Regions from separate parts of the Sus scrofa genome. Here region 1 is linked to region 2. A link is a contact called in public Hi-C data. All regions are on one chromosome and are shown on one strand. The core of a region is the stretch at or near the end of the contact, and the rest is flanking DNA. Distances in the headings are between cores, read along the strand shown. Region 1 has its middle 11 kb from the start of RFX2. Region 2 holds the start of MLLT1 (protein ENL).

What was found. Hi-C and Micro-C count contacts between places; a contact is called where the count stands out from the background.
Region 1: a Hi-C map of retroperitoneal adipose tissue shows a contact between it and region 2, with 1.8 times the contacts expected there. The contact joins the enhancer-like site here to the promoter of MLLT1 in region 2. A contact is called at or near these places in 1 of 5 promoter capture datasets (liver) and 4 of 47 Hi-C or Micro-C datasets (embryonic fibroblasts, heart right ventricle, mesenteric adipose tissue and 1 more).

What each region holds. Positions count from the first base shown.
Region 1 is chr2:72,935,186-72,941,764 of Sscrofa11.1, reverse strand. No RefSeq gene overlaps it. Among named protein-coding and RNA genes, the nearest start is that of RFX2, 11 kb to the left of the region's middle. Within about 2 kb of position 2,509, at least 1 of the 83 cell types and tissues checked has an H3K27ac peak or open chromatin away from gene starts, as enhancers often do.
Region 2 is chr2:72,775,824-72,782,657 of Sscrofa11.1, reverse strand. It overlaps MLLT1 (protein ENL), which reads right to left and starts at 1,708. Exons shown (of 11, transcript XM_021083993.1): 1 at 1,500-1,708. The coding sequence starts at 1,511.

The DNA of each region.
Region 1 (6,579 bases), core at 1,260-3,759, 160 kb before region 2:
TAAAAAGAAAAATAATGCAATTTAAAAGCGAGTGAGTTTCTGCTGTGGCACAATGACATTGGCAGTATCTTGGGAACCTTGAGACAGAGGTTCAATCCCCAGCCAGGCATAGTGGGTTAAGGATCCATCATTGCTGAAACTGTGGCTTAGGTTGCAACTGCAGCTCCAATCTGATCCCTGGCCCAGAAATTCCATATGCCAAAGAAGGAAAAAAACACAAAACAAACAAACAAACAAAAAAACGACTCAGTAGAAACAAATCTAACTAGTACCCATGAGGATGTGGGTTCGATCCCTGGCCTTGCTCAGTGGGTCAGGGATTCTTCATTGTCATGAGCTGTGGTGTAGGTCTCAGACCCGGCTCGTATTCCACATTGCTGTGGCTGTGGCATAGGTTGGCAGCTGTAGCTACGATTCAACTCCTAGCCTGGGAACGTCCATGTGCCTCGGGTGTGGCCTTAGAAAGAAAAAAAAAAAAAGAAAAAGAAAATATTTGAATTGATATTTCTCCAAAGAATATATACAAATGGGCAACAAGCACATGAAAAGATGCTTAAAATCATTAGTCATCAGTGAAATACAAACCAAAACCATCATGAGTTACTGCTTCACAGCCGCTGAGAAGGCTATAATTAAAAAAAAAAAAAAGGTTATAACAAGTATTGGAAAGATTGTGGAGAAACCAGAGGCCTCATACATGGCTGGTGGAAATGTAAAATGCTGCAGCCACTTTGGAAAACAATATGGAATTCTTCAAAATGTTCAACACAGAATAGCCACATGACCCAGCAATTTCACTCCTAAGGGTACATACCCAAGAGAAATGAAGACCTATATTCACACAAGAACTTGTACACAAATTTTCTTTGGTGGGGTTATTCAAAATAGCCCAAAGTAGAAACAATCCAAATAGCTATCAATTGATACATAAGCAAAATATGGAAAATCCATATTGATAGACTTTTACTCAGCAAAAAGAAATGACGTGCTGATACTCACTACGATGTGGATGAACCTTCAACACATGATGCTAAGTGAAAGGTGTCAGTCAGAAAATGTCCCATATATTGTGTGATATCATTTATGTGAAATGACCACAATAGGCAAATCCATAGAGACTGAAAGCAGATCAGTGGTTATCGAGGGTTGGGGGAGGGGAAATAGGAAAGGGGAGACTGCAAAGGAGTCTGGAGTTTCATTTGGAGAGAATGAAAATGTCCTAAAATGGATTGTGGTATAGCTGTACAACTCTGTCTAGTCTAAAAACCACTGAATGTCACGGTACATGAATTATATCTCAATAAAAGGATGAATGTCACCGTATGTGAATTATGTCTCAATAAAGTTGTTATTAAAAGACTGCTACCATATTAATTAGGTTCTTTTTAACTTTTAAGAGTGTAACTCACTGATGGAGTTCCCGTGGTGGCGCAGTGGTTAACGAATCCGACTAGGAACCATGAGGTTGCGGGTGTGGTCCCTGCCCTTGCTCAGTGGGTTAACGATCCGGCGTTGCCGTGAGCTGTGGTGTAGGTCGCAGACGCGGCTCGGATCCCGAGTTGCTGTGGCTGTGGTGTAGACTGGCAGCTACAGCTCCGATTAGACCCCTAGCCTGGGAACCTCCATATGCCGCGGGAGCGGCCCAAAGAAATAGCAAAAAGACAAAAAAAAAAGAGTGTAACTCACTGATGAAGTTTTTGAGTATTGTCACCATAACTCCATTCTGCCACAAGCCAGCCATGTGTGTTTTATCCTGTAATTTTGCCCAGGGCAGTGACTTTTAGGAACACATTTGTCACGTTAGAGCAGAACCAACTGTAGGGAGTAGTTATTTCAGTTTGATGTTAGTAAGCAGGATCTTTAGGCTGGTCAAGTGACAGTCATTCTTCACAGAAAGACAAGACAAGGTGGGGACTCTACCTAATCAGTTTTTAAGAAAATTCAGTAAGCTTTAGCCACATGGTTAAGGGGGCATCTCCTCAGAAATTTAGCCGCAGCCTGTGACATCACAGCTCTCTCATCCAACAGCCTGATTTTCACTATGTCTGACAGTATTGCACACTTCTCTTCTTGCTTCTTTAGCTCCTGGGAGAAGGAGCCTAGGGTCTTTGTAGATAAAACACTGAACTGCACCTACCCCTGTCAGCCTATGGTGGAGAAGTCTCCTTGTTTGAAAGTTATTACGAACTTCAAGACGGCAACAGCAGAACAATAAATCAAGCGCTGGAGACATCATGAGGTTGTCCTGGATACAGGCCACCACCCCACCCCCACCTCGGTGGGTGGGCTGCCACCTGCCATTCTTTTCACCCGGAACTTACTACACTGACCGCCCTTCCTCTCTCCCTGGTCCCTAAGAATTCAAGCACCACGTCCTGCGTATCCTCTGCTGGAGGGAGGCCAGAACAGGCTCCAGGACAAGATCTAAGGTGCCCCCACGCCAGCTCTCTCTTGCTCATGAGCACATCTAGTTCCTGAGAAACACACACCTCTTCCCAAACAAACTGGCTGTTGGCGAGCCCATCCCGATTTAGCACCAAGTTGCCTTGGCTCGGCTGCCAAAACAGATGACCAGCCTATCTCTGGTCCCACAGCTTCTGGCAGGAGGCAGATACCAGTCTAGCATGACTCCCTAGAACACCAGTATCACCCACTCCTGCTCCCAGGGGCTCTCCCTGGAGCCAAGGCACGCCCTTCAAGCCCCCTCCCTGGGATCAGAAGGAGGGGCAACGAGACCCGTCTTCACATCCAGCCCTCAGCACCTGGAGTGTTCTCTGCCAAAATGTGCTTTTAAAGAGTTCCCTTCTGATGTTCATTCTCACCTTTCTGTACCCTCCTGGTAGGTGAGCAGCCTTCAGAGTTGGGCACCTCTTCCTTGTTATTTCCTTTCAAAACCTGCTCTTTGGGCTGTCATCTCATGCGGGAATTCCATGACCTTTGTGTCCTGGTGCCTGAGGTTGCAACTGCAGTTTTGAGTCCTATTTCATTTGCTTTCCTCTGTGTTGCTTCCCCCTCATCCTCCAGTCTAAGTAAATTCCATTAGGACAGGGGTCTCTTCTGTCTACTCTCCTGGATCTCTAGCATCTAAAGCAGAGGGGCTTTTTGTTTTTTTGTTTGTTTTTTAACCAAGAGGGACTCTGCCCCTAGGGGACACTTGGCAGTATCTGGGAACATTTCTGGCAGTCACAATTAGGGGGTTCTGCTGGCACCTGGTAAGTAGAGACCAGAGATGCTGTTCAACACCCTCATGGTGCACAGGATGGCCCCCGTCACAGAGAACTGATCTGGCCCCAAATACCAATGGGGTCTAGACTAAGAAACCCAGCACTAATTGTTAGGGGAAAGGGCTGAGTCTGACCTCTAGTTTGTACTGTGCCCCGGAATGAATTCCCAATGGGGTAAACTGTGTAAAGGAGAGTACCCCCTTCCAGCATCCATGAGTCCCCTCCTCTCTCCCCCTGACTCAGTGTGTGTATTTAAATGTGCATCTGTAGGTCAGATGATTACGGAATGCCGAGTCCCCCAACCCAGGGGATCTCACCCGGGATGATTCTACCCTCAGTGGGACTCTGGACTCTGTCTGGAGACATTTTTGATGTCACGACTCGGGGAGGGGGAGTAACTGGCATGGGGCGGGAAGGTGCAGGGCATGCTGTACCCCAGCAATGCACAGGATGGCCCCGCCACGGAGAAGGATTGGGCCCCAATGGCAGCAGGGCTGAGGCTGAGAAGACTTGGTCTGGCATCAGGCTTGGAAGACAGCTAAATTCATCAGTAAATCACTGTTTTTTGGGTTTTGTTTTTGTTTTTGTTTTTTTTGTCTTTTTGCTATTTCTTGGGCCGTGCCCGCGGCATATGGAGTTTCCCAGGCTAGGGGTCTAATCGGAGCTGTAGCTGCCAGCCTATGCCAGAGCCACAGCAACTCGGGATCCGAGCCATGTCTGCAACCTACACCACAGCTCATGGCAACGCCAGATCGTTAACCCACTGAGCAAGGGTAGGGATCGAACCTGCAACCTCATGGTTCCTAGTCGGATTCGTTAACCACTGCGCCACGACGGGAACTCCAGTAAATCACTGTTGAATAAATGGACAGTGGCACACCAAGCCCGCAGGTACATATTTCATGTCCAAATCTATCTTTACAATTTTCTTGGCGTTCCAGTTGTGGCTCAGCAGGTTACGAACCCAACTAGTATCCATGAGGATACGGGTTCAATCCCTGGCCTTGCTCAGTGGGTTAAGGATCCAGCGTTGCCTCGAGCTGCAGTGTAGGTGGAAAACGTGGCCTGGATCCCACGTTGCTGTGGCTGTGGTGTAGGCTGGCGGCTGAAGCTCCGATTAGATCCCTAGCCTGGGAACTTCCATATGCCAGAGGTGCAACCCTAAAAACCAAAACCAAAACCAAAACCAAAACAAAACTGAAAATCTTAAAATTTGAGATAAAATATACATTACATAAAAATTACCACTTAAATCATCTGTAAGTGTTCAGTTTAGTGGCATTAAGTACATTCACATTGTTGTGTGACAATTACCATCATCCATCTCCAGAACTCTACATCTTGCAAAACTGAAACTGTGTCCCCCTGAAACACCCACCCTCCTGGCCCCGGCCATCCTACTTTGGGTCTTTATGGAGTTAACTCCTCTAGGAACCTCCTATGAGTGGAATCAGACAGTATTTGTCCTTCTGTGTCTGACTTCTAGCATCATGTCCTCAAAGTTCATCCATGTTATAGCGTGTGTCAGACTTTCCTTCCTTTTATTTTATTTATTTTTTGCTTTTTAGGGCCGCACCTGCAGCATTTGGAGGTTCTCAGGCTGGGGTCGAATCGGAGCTACAGCTGCCAACCTACCCCACAGCCACAGCTACACGGGATCCTTAACCCACTGAGTGAGGCCAGGGGTTGAACCTGCAACCTCATGGTTCCTAGTCAGATTCATTTCTGCTGTGCCACAACAGGAACTCCAGACTTCCCTTCCTTTTAAAGGCTGAATAATATTCCACTGTATGAATGGATCATGTTTTGTGTATCCAGTCATCCATCCACAAACACTTGGGCTGCTTCAATCTTGACTACTGTGAAGCATGCTGCTATGGGCATGGGCATACAAACATCTCCCCAAGACCCTGCTTTCAATTCTTTTGTTGCCCCAAATCTATAATATATTAACTATATTATGTTAAGGCGGGAGGTAACAGGTGTGAATTTACAGCAGGAAATTTCAGCTCAGGACTTAACTCTCTGTTCTATCATTCTTAGCTCTCCTGGATTTCTTTTCTGGCCCAAGTCATCCCTTATCAAAAAGTGCCGGGTCCCTGCTGACACAGGATACCCAGGGCTCCCAAGCGGATGGAGGAAAGGCTGACGTTTCCCCCTAGTGGACTCTGCTTTCAGTCCCTTCCAGAGAGAAAGTTTTGCTTGCTGAAGAAAGCTACTAGGGGAGTTCCCATTGTGGCTCAGTGGTTGACGAACCCAACTAGCATCCATGAGGTTGTGGGTTCAATCTCTGGCCTTGCTCAGTGGGTTAAGGATCCAGCATTGCCGTGAGCTGTGGTGTAGGTTTCAGAAGAGGCTCGGATCCTGCGTTGCTGTGGCTGTGGTGTAGGCTGGCAGCTGAAGCTCCGATTAGACCCCTGGCCTGGGAACCTCCATATGCTGTGGGTGTGACCCCGAAACGCAAAACAAAACAAAACAAAACAAAAAAACAAAAACCAAAAACCAAAACAAAAACCTCCGGAACCACACAGCAGTTTTTAGAAGATGATGTAAGGCACAGCTTGGAGGAAAAATGGCAGAGCCAGAGACTGGAGTACAGGAAGGCTTAGAACCAGGAAAGTTGGGTTGCAGGGGAGGGAAGGGCAGTGTGTGTAGAAGGGAGTATCTTGATTGTTTGTCCTCTTATCTTAGGCTCCAGAGCAAGTGACAACAAGGAAGAATCATTTATAGGTTGAAGCCAACTTGTCCTCGTTTCCCTAGAACTTTCCTGATATTAAAACTGAAATTCCAGAAGTTCCCATGTGGTGCAGCAGAAACGAATCCCACTAAGTATCCACGAGGATGCCGGTTTGATCCCTGGCCTCACTCAGTGGATTAAGGATCCGGCGTTGCTCTGAGCTGTGGTGTGGGTCACAGAAGCGGCTCAGATCCCAAGTTGCTGTGACTGTGGTGTTGGCCAGCAGCTGTAGCTCCAATTCAACCCCTAGCTTGGGAACTTCCATATGCCATGAGTGGGGCTGAAAAAGCAAAAAAAAAAAAAAAAAAAAAAAAAAAAACCCAAAACCAAAAAACCAAACCTTCTGAAATTCCAGGAGTTCTCTGTTGGCCTAGTGGTTAAGGATCTGGCATTGTCAGTGGTGCAGGTTCAAACTCTGGCCCAGGAACTTCTGCATGCCAGGGGTGTGGCCAAAAAAAAAAATTAAAAATAAAAGCAATTTAAAAACTGAAATTCCAGTTCATCCAGAAGCTAAAGAGAGTCACTGTATGACCCAGCAAGTTACTAGGTATATACCCAAAGGAATTGGAAACATTTATCTACATGAAAACTTGTCCAGGCATATTCACAGCAGCATTG
Region 2 (6,834 bases), core at 459-2,958:
GAAGGATGAAGAGGTAAATGAGCCAATGGTCCTGGGCTTGAGGAGGCGAAGGGGCTTGGGTACCAGAGAGGAGAATGACCTGGGTTTTACCAGGATTGGCTCTGGCTTTCCAGATCAAAGGGAGAGGGGCTGTGGGGAGAGTTTATGGAGGCTGGGGAACACCCAAGGTTTGCAGCAAGGTTCTTGGTGGAGGCTCCAAGATGCTGGCGAAGGCAGGGGAAATGGGGTGTGCTGAGGGAAAGGGCAGTGGTCAATGCCACAGCATCAAACTGGTGGATGGTGGGAGGAAGGGGGTGATCCTGAACCTAAGAAGAGAAACAGGGGTTCTGAAGAGACTGGGCCTGTGAAGAGAGGACAACTGAGGTCAGAGGAGACAGATCAAGGAGCTCAACACTGGTGGGGAAAAAAGTAGGGAAGCAAAAAAATCAGAGTCACAGAGGCAAAGAAGGCTCAAGCTGAGAGAAGTAAGGCATTTGGTGTCAAGGGTGTTAGAGCTCCAGGTCAGAGCAGAAATGGCCCATGGGCCCGATCACAGAGAAGATCTGAAGGTGAAGACACAGCCCCTTGGGTCCAAGGGAGAGTGACCAGGGCCTGAAACCCTGAAGCAGCAGAGTGAGTCAAAGATCTGAAGAAGCAAGCCTAGGTCCAAAAAGGGGGATGTTCAATGCAGGCCTGGCTCCTGATGGGAAAAGGGTCTGAGGAGAAAGTGATGCTCAGGCTGAGACAGGGGCAGGATCAGAGGGGAGAGAGGGCTCAGGCCTGAAAAAGGACTAGAGGACAGGTTAGGGTGGGCCTGGGTTCAAGAAAGGAAGAGGCTGCAGATCAAGGTCCCAGGAGTTCTGGGGAGACTCAAACCCCAGCAAAGGCTGAATGATTAGAAGAGGCAGCAGGCTGGGGGGCTCAGGAAGTTTGAGGGGACCGGGGGCCAAGGGTCCAGAGGAGGAAGGAGACACCAACCAGCCCTAGGTTCAGAGAGGAACGGGGGACTGACCGGATCTGAGGAATGAAGGGTCCCCTGCGGGGAGGGAGGCTGCGGGAATTCAAGAATGGGCGGGGGTGCCAAGAGAGGTCCCAGGGGACTCCGGGTCGGAATGGAATCACAAGGGGCGTCCCAGGGGGATGTGGGCCAGGCCGGGGTCCCGAAGAGCGTCCCAAAGGGTTCTGGGCTAAAGCGGGGTCACAAGGGACGTCCCACGGGGATCTGGGACGGACCGGGGCTCCGAGGGCAGTCCCAGGGGGCTCTGGGCAGCGGGAGACCGGGGCTTCCAGGGTAGTCCGAGGCGCTTTGACCCGCTGAGGGTCGCAGGTGGGGGAAGGGCGCCCCCGCCCCACATAAAGGCCGGGGGAGCAGTGGGCGCGCACAAAGCAGGGCGGGCGGGCGCCGAGCGGGGGCGGGGAGGACAGGACCGAGGAGGGCCGGGCCAGGCGGGCGGGGAAGGGAGGGAGGGAGGGAGGGAGGGGGCCGGGCGGGCGGCGCGGGCTGCGCGGCCGTTCCTCACCTGATTGTCCATGGCTGGCGCCCCGCCCCGCCCCCGGGCCCCGCGTCGCTCGCCGCCGCCGCCGCTCAGCGCCTCCCCGCCGCCCTCATTGTGTGTCAGGCGCCGCCGCCGCCGCTCCCGGCCGCCCGCCCGCCCGCCAGCCCCGCGGAACCGGAAACCACCGCCAGCCCGGGTCGCGCACCGACCGCGGGCCCCCGCCGCCGACTCGGGCCCGCCGCCCCGACAGACAGGCTCCTGGGCCAATTGGCAGGGCGGACGGCCTCTTGAGGGGTGGGACTTCCGGCCTGGCGGGGGCCTGCCGGGCCGCGGTCGGAGGGACGAAGCCCGCAGCCAATGGGAGACCCGGACCGGAGGGGCGGGAGGAGGCAGGGAGGGAGGCGCGAGGCGAGCCCCGCAGAGGGGAGCGCGAGGTGTGCGCCGCACGTGGAGGGGGGCGGGGGCGGGACGGGCGCGCCGCGCCTGCGCACTGTGGCCCGCAGGGGGCGCTGCTTAGAGCCCGGAGCATTCCTGGGCCGAGCCTCCCCAGGCGGCGGTAGCCTTGGTGGAGGGTTCGGGGTCTGGGGAGGGATCTCCAGGGACAATTTTGTTTCCTGGCCACGTGTTGCTACTGTGTGATGGAATGACCCTGGTCTCTGGAACTGCAGATTAATTTTCCAATCTTGGATCTACATCATGGCCCACCTGGTCATCTCCCTTCTTCCCTTGAGTCTCAATTTGCATCCATAAAATGGGGACCATCAAGATACAGTGTGATGCTAGTTCACGCTAATTTGAATGATACAGATCAGAATCTGCTACGTAAACAAGAGGCTCTCATTTTATCCACGAGATTTATCATCCCGGTCCGTCCAAAACCCCATCTTTAATTTCCCCACTATGACATGCTTTCACCACGACTTGTAAACTGTGTTTAGATCGGTCTTAAACATATTGCCCCATCTTTTTTGGATCTTGTAAGCCACTTGTCTCTTGGGCATTCTGCCTGGGATTTGGGGTCCCTTATGCAGTTATTTAAAATCCCTTCTTATAATTAAAAATCAGGGGTTTGGGGAGTTGCCACTGCGGCTCAGTGAGTTAAGAATCAACATAGTGTCTGTGAGGATGTGTGGGGTTGGGTCCCTGGCATCGCTCAGTGGGTTAAGGATTGCGCATTGCTGCAAGCTTCAACATAGGTCACAGATGACATTCAGATCTGGCATTGCTGTGACTGGCGTAGGCTGGCAGCTGTGTAGCTCCAGATGGAACCCTAGCCAGGGAACTTCTATATGCTGCAGGTTTGTCCTTTAAGAAAGAAAATCGGGGGGGGGGTGTTGTTTGGCTTCTTTTCCCCCACTCCACTCCTCATTTAAGTATCAGGCAAGGCTTCATTATGTGTTCTGGCTGGTGCTTTGCACTGAGGAACAGCACCAGAAAATTGGTAACTTTGAGAAGATGAAAGTAAGTCCACACAAATACTCTGAAGAGGGCCAGAGTCATTGCAGAGAGTAACACCATGCTTTTTAGTCCAGAGGAGGGTGAGCTGGGGCATGGGGTGTGGAGGTGGTGGGGGGGGCGAAGTTTGAGATCATGCTGAGAAAATAAACAGCCACTTTAATGCAAGCACAACTTTAATTTTTTAAAAAATCGTATAACTCAATGTAAGTAGATCACTGGTTCTAAGTGGTCTTTGAACCAGGAGGTTCAGCATCACTGGGAACTTTGCTAGAAATGCAAATTCTGGTCTCTTGATTTATGGAATCAGAAACTAGATGTGTGGCCAACTGGGGGTGGGGGTGTGTGTGCAGAATTTGTCTCTAACAGAAGCTTTCAGCCAAGAACGTTTACTACGATTGTTGCAAAGAAGAGATTCAGGAACTCAGTCTCCCTGCTACCACCATTAACTCATCTAAGAAATGATCTCTAGATTAGATTGTGAACTGTTGGACATTTTCAAAACAACATTCCTGGACCTCCTACTAGATCAGGTGTAACTTTTTAAGCATCAAAAATAATGGGGAGTTCCCGTCATGGCACAGAAGAAACAAATCTGACTAGGAACCATGAGGTTGCAGGTTCAATCCCTGGCCTCCTTAGTGGGTTAAGGATCTGGCATTACTGTGAGCTGTGGTGTAGGTCACAGACACGGCTCAGATCCTGTGTTGCTGTGGCTGTAGCGTAGGCTGGCAGCTGTAGCTCTGATTCAGTCCCTAGCATGGGAACCTCCATGTGCCGTGGGTTCGGCCCTAAAAAGCATAATAATAATAATAATAATAATAATAATGGAAGAGTTCCTTTGTGGTGCAGCGGGTTAAGGATCCAGCATCATCCCTGTAGCAGCTTGGGTCACTGTTGTGGCTCGGGTTTGATCCCTGGCCCAAGGAACTTCCACATGCCACACACATGGCCAAAGGAAAAAAAAAAAAAGAATAACGGAGAAACAACCCAGGTAGCCATCAGTGAAAGAATGGACAACCAAATGTGGTCTATCCATAAAATGGAATGTTATACAGCCTTCCAAAAGGAAGGAAATTCTGACATGGGCTTCAACAGGAATGAACCTTGAGGACATGATGCTCATTGTAAAAAGCCAGACACAAAAGGATAAATACCGTATGATTTCACACACATGAGGTCCCTAAGGAGTCAAATTGATAGAGACAGGAAGTAGTTGGTGAGGCCAGGGACTGGGGGGATGAGGAGTGAGTATTTAAAGGGAACAGTGTTTCAGTTTGGGAAGATGGGAAAGTCCTGGAGATGGACGGTTGCCCTACAATATGAATGTACTTAACACCACAAAAGTATGCACTTAAAAATGGTTAAAATGGCAAATGTTATGTTATATATGTTTTTACCACAATTTTCAAAAACTGGGCCATTTGACACTGTGAACATAGAAATATCCATGAGTCCATAATGATATTAATACAACAAAGCATATTTGCCACCTTTGAAGGTGACAATTGTATAAACTCCTCACTTACCAAGGCTTTACAGCATGAAACCAGCCCCAGTTGATGAAGAAAGAAAGCCCTTTTTACAGAAAAATGCCAGCCAATAATGTTGAAAGGATGACAGGAAAAATGACTACCTTGAAACCCCTAATGAAGTAATCATTGCAGACAGGAGTCATTTATGGGACTTCCCTGGTGGCTCAGAGGGTTAAAAATCCGATGTTGTCACTACTGCAGCTCGAGTCACTGCTGTGGCTTGGGTTCAGTCTCTGGTCTGAGAACTTCAGCTGCCATTGGCAGGCAAAAAAAAAAAAAAAAAAAAAAGTCATTAATGGACACTAAAACCATTAACTGAAATGTTGATGGGAGCCTGAAGAGTACCATGTCCACCAACGATCTCCTCACAGATTGCCTGCTAGAAGCAAAGAGGGAAAAAATAACTTTCCCATGGAAGCGTCATACTGTTGCCACCTTAGTTCAGTGAATACTTTTAGCAGGTGAGTAGGGAGACAAGCAGATGCCAAGCTCCTGCTAGGGCACAATGGGAAATACACAGCACTCGAAAATATGTGTTCTTGCTCCCCAAGTTTAACTTGAATCGAATCATAGTTAGTTTACAAGAGAAACACAAGGAATAGAGGAACATGGGAGATGACAGCATGAGAAGCCATCAGTCAAATCCAGAAGGTGGAGTTCTCAACAGTCTGAATTTTTCAGATCAACAGGATGGGAGGAAAGAGACGAGGACTACCCAGAGTTGACAGAGATGGTGTCGGGGGTTCCCCAGTGGCCTTGTGGTTAAGAATTTGGTGTTGTCACTGCTGTGGGCTTGGGTTTGATACCTGGCCCAGGGAACTTCCACATGCCACAGACTGGCCAAAAAAAAAAACACACATTAAAAAAAATGTTTTTAAGAAAGAAAGAGATGATGTCACAACCAAATGCAATATAGGGTCCTTCATTGGATCTTGGCTTTGAACAAAGCAGCTACATCAACTGGGGAAATTCGAACTTGACTTAGATTAAATTAGATTTTGAATTTTTAACATGGATGGAGCTAGAGATATCATATGAAGTGAAGTAAGTCAGACAGGGAAAGACACATATTATATGATGTCCCTTATATGTGGAATCTAAAAAAATGATTTAAAAAATGAACTTATTTACAAAACAGAAACAGGCTCGCAAACTTAGAAATCCAAAGGGGAAAGGTTGGGGAGAGGAATAACTAAGGAGTTTGGGGTTAACACATACACATGACAATATATAAAATAGATAATCAACAAGGACCCACTGTATAACACAGGGAACTCTGCTGAGTCTTCTGCCAGAACCTATATGGGGAAAGACTCTGAAAAAGAATGGATATTCGTATATGAATAATTGAATCACTTTGCTGAATACCTGAAACTAACACAACATTGTAATCAACCATACTCCAATATAAAATAAAAATTAAATTGAAAAAAAGAGAGGTATGTTAAAGTCTAAAAACTAAAACAATAAAATTTTATTTGGTTAGCTGTGATCATCGAATTACAATTGTGTGGACAATGTCCTTATTTTATTATTCTTTTGGCCATACCCACAACATGTGGAAGTTCCGGGGCCAGGATCAAACTCACACCACAGCAGCAACCTGAGCTGCATCAGGCACAACACTGGATCCTTAACTCGTTGTACTGCAAGGGAACTCCAAAATGTCCTTATTTTTCTAGACATGCATAGGGGTGAAGTACCACCAGGCAAATTGCCTTTAAAATACATTAATTTAAGAAATAGATGACACAAATATGGCAGATGTTAAGAATTGTTTAGTCTAAATGATGGGTGTATGGGATTTCATCAAACTGGTCTCTATACTTTTCTGGATGTGGGAAATTTCTCTAATAAAAGTAAAAAATTTTTAAATGCATCTTTTGCCTAAAACAGAACAACGGTTTGCCTTCCTCTGAGAGGTAAACAGAGGGCTGCTCCATTTTCTCATTAGTGTGGATGTGTCATAGCCAACACCTGCTGTGAACAGGTTCCAGAGGACAAATTTTAAACTGACTTCATCCTCATGATACCAAGAGGTAAACCCATTTTACAGGTGAGGAAACAGGCTCAGGGGAGGTGAAATGCTGAAAGTCCCATGCTAAACCATGCTAAATATATGGCAGAGCCAGGGACCTGCCAAGAGTCCACAGCTACAAATTTGCCACCCTGTGTCTTCACTTAGTGCCTGCCAGCAGCCTCCTCCACAAGACCATCTGTATATGTTTCCTGAATAAGGAAATCTGGGAAGACTTCCTGATGGTGGGGGGCATGGGGCAGGATTGAAGCTGAGACTTGAATTGCATTGAAGGTGAATTCCGATTTCTTTCAGAGGGAGGGAGAATGTTTCGACACTAAGTTAGAAGGTG